Linked DNA regions of Mus musculus: region 1 is linked to region 2. Evidence: chromatin contacts called from public promoter capture Hi-C data. All regions are on one chromosome and are shown on one strand. Each heading gives the region's core, a stretch centred on a gene start, on an enhancer-like site or on the middle of the called end of the contact. The rest is flanking DNA. Distances are from core to core; before and after follow the strand shown. Region 1 holds the start of Abhd2 (abhydrolase domain containing 2). Region 2 holds the start of E430016F16Rik (RIKEN cDNA E430016F16 gene).

Region 1 (4,073 bases), core at 1,268-3,767, 560 kb after region 2:
GCGAACGAGGCCATTTTTGCCCCCTGAATGACCTCCCACAGGGATGTTTTATAAAGTGAAATAATATGATTAAACAGAATATGGCAAGAGCCCTGGAAGAGCGGTGGAGACACACAGGGAAACAGTGCTGTGAGCTTATTATAATGGATTCTTTTTTAAGTCACCCAGCCAAAAAGGAGAGGTACCCGTCCTCCTAGCTTCCGCCTCTGCCTGGGCTTTGTCTGCTCGCTTTTGGAGCTTCAGTGACTCATCCTTTGAGAATTCCTAAGCTGGACAGATGTCTTGGCCGATCCTACCTTCCTGACACAGGAGGGAAAACCTACTTTTACTGTGGTGAGGTATCGGCCATTCACTGCAGTCACCTTTGTGGCTGGGATTCAAACTAGCGAACTCATCTGAGATCCCTGGAGTCACCACAGCCATCCCAAGGCCTGAGATGATGACTCAGCACTTACAGGCAGGAGGAGACCCATATCAGGCTGAGCCGGCTTCCTCAGCACGTGTGCAGCCCTGTGTATAGCCACCAACCAACTCTATTTAAAGGGAAGAACCAGAAAGCTGTAGCTCAGAACCAAGTGTGTGCACCCACACACGCACACACGCCTGCACCCACAGTCATGAATACAACTCTCTCGACTGGCAGCAAATCTATTTATATACATCCCCCATTTTTAAGACTTTCGTTTTAATCAACAATTGTGCATACTTACGGCTCTCCAACCACACGATGCTTTGGTACCTGTGTATTAGTGAGGTGACTACATCCAGTTGGTTAATATCCTTATCTGGTGACAAACCCAGAGCTCATCTCTCACGGTCTAAACCATCTCAGCAGAAGAGAACTCATGACCATGGGGGAGGTTGTTTCTTAGTGAAATCCTTTGCTACCAAAGCCTGGCCTTCTCTTTGTCAAGAGAGAGCAGATTACAGAGGAATAAATAAATATTGAGGAGAAACTTTATTGAGGTAACATGACAACTGGGGGAAAACCGAAGAGCAATGGAGCCTCTCCTCCTCTCTACTGTCCCACAGTTATGGGTGCTTTGAAAGGTCTGGGGTTCAATGCAGTTCCAAGAGTCTTTCCGTCCACACTCTGGGGTGTCCCATACCTTCAAAATGAGAAATGGGGGAGTCTGAGGGATATTTTAGAGGGACTTCTGGATCCGCACTAAGTAGCCTTCAAAGGCTGCTACTTGCTCACATTGCTTTGTTTGTTTGTGACAAGGCCTCATTGTGACAGAGGAGGACTCATTATGTAGCTTCAAAGTAAAGCAATCCTCCTGCCTCAGCTTCCTGCTGGAATAACAAACAGGAGACCGGTGCTGGCTCCTCCTCCTTGAGTTGGCTCATGCTTTCCTTGTCGGGGTCCGGAAATGTATTAAGAGAAAATTTAACATTGCTTCAAATCTAAATTCCTTCCTCTGGCTATGTGTTCCTTCTGTCTCCTGCCTCTTCTCTTGGAGCCACACTGCGTGCCTTGGCAGTGTGTCGGTGGCTGCCTCACTGGAGCTCCCTTTCGGGTTGTCAGTATTCTCTCCATCAGGCACGTGCCGTTGCGAACAGAGCCTCAGGTTCACAGAATGGTAGAACCCAGTCTAGGTGCATGGATGGAGAGGGTGAGTGATGAATAGCTAGTCTTGATAAACGCCCGTGGAACACCACGCACTGTACTGATCTTCTATCAGCAACCAGCACTTACCAAATATAGTCAGTGAGAACTCTAAAAGGCTAAAAGGCACGGCCAAGACTGCAGTCTGACTTCAAAGGTCACTTCTTCCAAGTGGCCTCCAACCACAAGGGCTGGTTAAAAGCTGAAAGATCATAGGGACTGTAACAGGTCCATAAAGTCCTGCATGTTCCCACCCACTTCCCTAGCTGAAAGAGGTCAAAGGCTGCTGCCTCCACCTCTTTGTCGCCTCCACCTCTTGCTTTCTGGTTTAGTGACTCACCACCTCTGCTCTACTAAGTTAGGACTCCACACTTCAAACACCTACGTCCTGAGCTACAGGTTCATCTTCCTGGGCACACCAGTGCTGAGAACCCCACGGCTGGGCTATCTCTTTCCCCAGTTCATCTCTATAAGACTCCGGACCTTTCTGCCCCAGAACTCAGAAAGCCATCACAATAGGCCCTCTCCTCTACTCCGTATCATCAACCATCAAACATAACCCATCCTTTAGCCGGCTCCCCTTATCCCGCCCCTCGGGGAGGACCTTACCCAATAGCATCTAGGCCCACTGGCTAAAGACATCAAAAGTAACCAATTATAGGAGAATTGCCCGCTAAGAATCTCCGCCTCCACCTTGAGGAGCAGTCCTACTGACCAATGGGCCACCATATAGACGCAACAAGCGCGATGAACAAATAGAGTGGCGGCTGGGTGATCCAATGGACACTGGGAGAGCCTTGCTTGGGGGCGTAGCAGAGGCGGTCGTCAGGGGCGTGGCGGCAGTTGCCTGGGCGGGGCCGGTAGCGGCGGGAGCTGCGCTGGCCAGGGGTTCCGGCTGTATTTCTATGAGCGCAGCCGGCAGCTGCGGAGCTGCGGGAACCGGACTCCGGGCGGGTTGGACTGCTGGAGTCAATGAGAGAAGGTAAGACCTCGGCTGGGCGAGTTCCACCAAACAGGGATCGCGCCTTGGATGCGTCGGGCCAGAACCCCGAGTTACCCGGTCCCCAGCGTGGCTCGGCCCATCGCGCCGCAGCTTGAGTGCTCCGGATCCGTGGGGACTGTTTGGGGGACTGTCACCTGGCACTGCGGGGATCTAGAGGGCCAGCTTGTCTGATGACGGGGCAGCCCAACCCATTGGTGGGATACGCCTTCCTAAAGGTCCTTTGTCCTCTCCTGCTCGAGGAACCGAGGTTGGGGACAAGGCCGACGGAGGCCTCCTGGCTGCCATCCCTCGCTCTGATCAATGCTGAAGTCTTGGTCCTGGGGGAGGTATCTGGCCGGCCAGACTCAGGGTAGAGAGTGCAGGATGCTGGAAACCTGAAAGGGCCTGACTACAAGCCCTTTCGATGGGCCGATGCATTTTGGGATCCCGGGGCTCACCTACGACCGATGGGTTCAAGTTGTAGGGAAGCAATTTTTGACCTACTTGGAGGCGCACTTTATTGAGCTTGTGGGGCAACTGTTCTAGGTGCTTCGTGGGCTTTCCCCACAAGATCTGTCCAGCAGCGCCCCGGGCTGCCTGCCAGGCCGAGCAGCCAGAGCATCGACCTTGGAAGTGCCTAGCCAGAGGCCAGATGATAGCCACCTGTCTGGGATGCTTAGGAAGGGGAGAATTGTATGAGCCATCTGTGAGGCCCTTCTCCATCCACCCATGCACTCTGAACAACATTTATTGACTGTATCGAGGATGGGACTTACCGGAGTTGGCTAGATTCCAAGGGGATGTTGAATACACCCATAATGATCTTTTTTGAGGTCTTAGCTCTCAAATGCATGTGTGCATGCCTGCGTACAAATGGAATAGATTATATTGAATGCTGAGTTAATCAAGTGGTTCACCTTAAGTGCGCAGTTGGGGGTTCCACTTTCTGGTTCCTCTTTTGTGGTGCCCTCACCTCCAGCTGGTCAAGTTTTACCTGGCCCAGAGGCAGGTTCCAAGAACAGGCTTGGGAGAGATTGCAGGATTGGCAGAGTCAACATGATCTGTGCCCAGAGCTTTTCAAGGACCATTGGGTTACAGTCACACTAAGCAGAATGCATTTCCCCTCCTCACTGCCTCCCCTCATTTGCTTGACTAGGAAGGACATAATCCTCTGAAGGTCGGGAAGCAGAAGAAATAATTATAACCCGCTTTACCCAGGTGAAGATAAATGAAGCTTTGTCCGGGTAGGCAGCCAAAAGCAGCTCAGTCCACGCTGCTGGCGGTCAGCATGATATTTAGAAGCCAAAAGGCTGATGCTCATCTAACTCTTCCCCCTTATTGTACGGATGAAGAAACCTAAGGCCTGGGGTAGTCACAGCTGGCTGGTCATCACAGGGTCAGGACTAAGAGTTGTTCCATCCCTTGAACCCTAGGTCTAGGCAGGACATGATTTGAATTCTACTTCCGGCAGAGTTCTCATTC
Region 2 (3,960 bases), core at 264-2,763:
TCTGCACTAGTGCTTTTCAGCAGGGAACATTTCACTTGTCGGAAGATGTTTGACATTATGGATTGTCATAGCTGGGGAGGAAGGAGTACTGCTGTCATCCATCAGACCAAGACCAGGAATCCTGCTAAATATCCCACAGTACACAGGGTGAGCCCTATGACACAGAATTAGCTGGCTAAGATACCAATGGGATTGAGGTTGGCAAACTATGTCCCTGAATCACCAAAGACTGAATTGTTTAGCGTCTGAGCTCTTCCAGGGTCTCGGGTTGAGGTAGGGCCAGGAAGCTCAGGCCAGCAATCTCCTAAGCGCTGTGTGGAACTCTGGCACACATGGCTGTTCTGTTACGGGTTTGTAAAATGGGAGAGCAGGCAGGGCAACTTTAGGAGGGAAGAGATTCACCAAAATCAAGATGTCTTTTTGGAGAAGACTTCTGTGCTACATCTGGTATTCTACTGGCCAGTCATCTCTGTCTCACTGTGTCTAAATACCTGAGGCACTCAATGTACAAGAGTGTTTCAATGCATGCATGCATTCTGAGGTTTCAGTCCACAGTGGCTCAGTTCACTTGCTTCAGGCCTGTGGCACAGAAATCATCAGGGCAGAGGAGGCTGCTCACCGGTGGCAGCCAGTAAGCAGAGATGAAAAGAAAGGGACTGAGATACCAATCACACTTTCATGGGCAGAACCCTATGAACCTGATGCCTTTCTACAGAGCTCCACACTAAAGACTCTACTAGCTCCAAACACTGCCACAAAGCCTTCAACAAGCCTTCGGGGTATATCTAAGGTCTAAACCATAATTGTAGTGATCAATCTTAGATGCCAATGTCAAATGCTTCCCTAGGTGTTTCCAGGAAAATTTGATAGGTGTAGTTAATTCTACAATAAGCTAGTTTTGAGTAAAGGATACCTGGGTTGACTGGACTCAGTGGCTCCAAAGGCCCTAACAGTAGAGTGGAAGTCTCCCCACAAAGGTGGGTGGAAGGGTCCCACTCACAGACAGCATCGCCCTTGATGCAGGCAGAGAGGTGCAGCCTGCCCTTGGGACGTCAACCTTTCCCTGCCAGCCCGCACCACCACAAAGCCAGTTCCCAGCATCTCTTTATAGTGATCATCTCTGTCTGCTTGGCTGGTTAACCCTGCTTACCACAAGTAACTCACAATCTCCAAGGGGAGAATAAAGCTTTATGACAATTCCCAAAGTGATTTGTCCAGCAAAGCCTTGAATTTGAAGAGCATCCTGTGGGATCATACTCCAGATGTCTTTTTCTGACAAGCAGTAACACAAGGAAACTAGGCAGTTTGGCCAGTTCTTTGGCCCGGCTTCTATGGATGGTATCGGGTTCTCACTATGGACAGAGGATCCTTACCACTACATGCCATCTGCCGGTTGCCCTTCTCCACTACACAGGAGGTGGTCCTCTTGCATCCATCCTTGAGGCACATCCAACACCATGACTGAGATTTCTTAGGTCTAGACCTTTGCTCTCAGTAAGCAGAGCTGATAAGCCTCAGCCCCTGAATACGCAGCAGTCAAAACGGCATGGTTTATGCAGAGCACCTGGCACACAGTGGGTGTTCAACTCCTGTGCCAAGACCCTCCCCTCTGATGACAAGCTGTGCTAAAACAGGCCTCCTACTATATAAGGAATAAGCAGGGTTTTTAAACCACTCAATATGGGCAACAGTTGCCAAATGATGCTACGGAGCTCTCCTAGGCCCGAGGCCCGCCCTAAATTTAACAGGCCTGTGTTTACAAACCCAAATCCATGCATCTCTGAGGCTCCCACACATATCCCAGCTGTCCGCCTGAAAAATTCCGCGTGGAGAGTCTCTGGCAGAGTCTCCACCAGCTGGTAACTCTCAGAGTGTTCCTGACACTTGGTCTGAGCCTTAGGCACACTATTCACAGGCGAAACCCAGGAGCTCCTCCTTCTACCTGAAGACTGGTAGGACTCTGAGCTGGTGGATTGCAACCAGGATTCTGAGGCTAAGCCACACACGGAAGATTCTAGGAGCTAAGACAAGCCTCTCTGCAGAGCCTGGCTTTTCTCTCTCTATCCTTTACTCATTCTCTGTATGTACTAGGCTGACACACATGCACAACATCACACCTTCCTACAATTCAGCTATCCTGAAACTGTCCAATAGCACTGAACACAGCCCAGAACCCAGAAAGACACAGAAGTCTCTAGATTGGACACAGAACATAGACTGATTCTCTGAACCACGTGCAGCGCCGTAAGCCTTCCCTCGGACCTTATTTCCCTTTCCTATGGGCTATTTCTCCAACTGAGAGACACCTAAATCACCAGACAGCTTGGTAAATACAGATTGCTTGTTCTACCCTTCCCACCCCACTCCAGTGATTCTGATTAGGCAAGTCTGGAACAGGACCGGAGGAATGGGCATCTCTAAGGAGTTCCCAGGTGAAGCTGATGTCACCAGATCAGGGGCTGCTCTCAGGTTAGGGGGTGGCTGCTTTACAGATTGGATGAGTCAAGCCCACTGACTCTAAGTAATCCTGAATCAGAATGGAATCTCCCTCTGTGTGTGTGTGTGTGTGTGTGTGTGTGTGTGTGTGTGTGTGCGCACTGGGGGCGGGGAAGATGCCGATAGTGGTGAGTCTCAAGAAAGAGAAAGCCAGGCTGACAGCTGCAGGAAGTGACAGTTGACAGCCTGAGAGCACAGAAAGAGACAGCAAACTATAAAAAGCAGACTTAAGAACTCAAAAAGCAAAACGGACCGAAGCCATCTCTGTGGGATACAGTTACTATATTCTCCAGATCCAACCTCAGGAAGAACTCTCTCCAAGCCCCGTGTGACCCTGGGAGTCACAGTGAAGACCCTATCATGTGAAGGAAGCTATACTTAGGCTGCTTCCAGGGCAGGGAAATGTAAAAATTAATGTTCTAAAAATTGACATCTAATTCATCGGCAGTAAAGATCATCGGGGGTTTAATGGGTTATAAACTTGGCACTATGAAAAACTTTTCACCATGAACTAACCCATTTGCTCAGTTTTCTAGGCTCCTACCGTGTGTGCACCTGCACATATGTATATCCTGCACCCATATACAGATAAATATCTGATGTAGAAACATTCTGTGGGGTGTTGAGAGACATCATGAGTTATAGAGACCATGCTTAGCACACACCAGGTCCTGGGTTCCAGTGCCACCATCAAATTACTCCACTAATGAATGTAAGCAGTACAATTCCCCACTCCCCATACCATAGCCCCTTCATCATTTCTTCCTTGACCGTCTAGACAAGGCTGGGTCCCATCTGGAGCTCCCATTTGCATACCTAATTGTTCTAACTCTGTATTTCTCACCACACTGCAATGTAATACATTCAATAGCCTCTTTCTGAGCTTTTCCGTTCCTAGTAGGGCAGAGTGTAGCAGGTGCTTAGTGAATGGGTGTTGTTTGAAGGCATATCCTTAACCTTGCCGTATCTAAGTACACACACACACACTCACACGCACTCATTTATAAAGAAAATGTAGGTCAAGGAGTTTGAGTATATGCCTCGAGGCAGCCCCAATTTCTGAAAGCAGGCTTAACTGTGCTTATTTCTGCTAGCAAGGGAGCGTGGAGGTCCTCCGCAGAGAGTGCTGTCTCTCACACTTCCTGATTTTAATCAGAACTACATATTCTGGGTGAGGTGGCAAGAAGAAAGAGGCTGTAAACTCAATTAGATCACTCCTGAGTCCCCATCCCATGACTGTTCTAAGGAGCCAACTACTATCCCTCCACCTTTCTTTACACCCTCCTCCAAATACACATCCAATCCCAATTCCCTCTCTCTATACTAAATATCCTGAGAGAGTCCCCATTCATGGGATAGGGCCCTGTGTTCTCTGACCAGCAGACAGACATAGGGGAAAATCATGTTTCCCATCATCCATAGCATACCTGCCTGTAAATAAAGTACACTAAGAGAAATTAGCTC

Evidence for each region. Promoter capture Hi-C pulls out the DNA fragments that hold promoters and counts their contacts.
Region 1: a promoter capture Hi-C map of pre-B cells shows a contact between it and region 2, with 3 times the contacts expected there. The contact joins the promoter of Abhd2 here to the promoter of E430016F16Rik in region 2. A contact is called at or near these places in 3 of 39 promoter capture datasets (the HPC-7 cell line, hippocampal neurons and pre-B cells), 1 of 484 Hi-C or Micro-C datasets (CD4 T cells) and 1 of 115 datasets of contacts at active chromatin or transcription factors (memory CD8 T cells).

Annotation. Positions count from the first base shown.
Region 1 is chr7:79,270,749-79,274,821 of GRCm38.p6, forward strand. It overlaps Abhd2 (abhydrolase domain containing 2), which reads left to right and starts at 2,518. Exons shown (of 11, transcript NM_018811.6): 1 at 2,518-2,591. It overlaps Gm31510 (predicted gene, 31510), which reads right to left and starts at 2,281. Exons shown (of 2, transcript NR_169073.1): 1 at 2,219-2,281; 2 at 944-1,109.
Region 2 is chr7:78,716,707-78,720,666 of GRCm38.p6, forward strand. It overlaps E430016F16Rik (RIKEN cDNA E430016F16 gene), which reads right to left and starts at 1,514. Exons shown (of 11, transcript NR_015542.2): 1 at 1,374-1,514.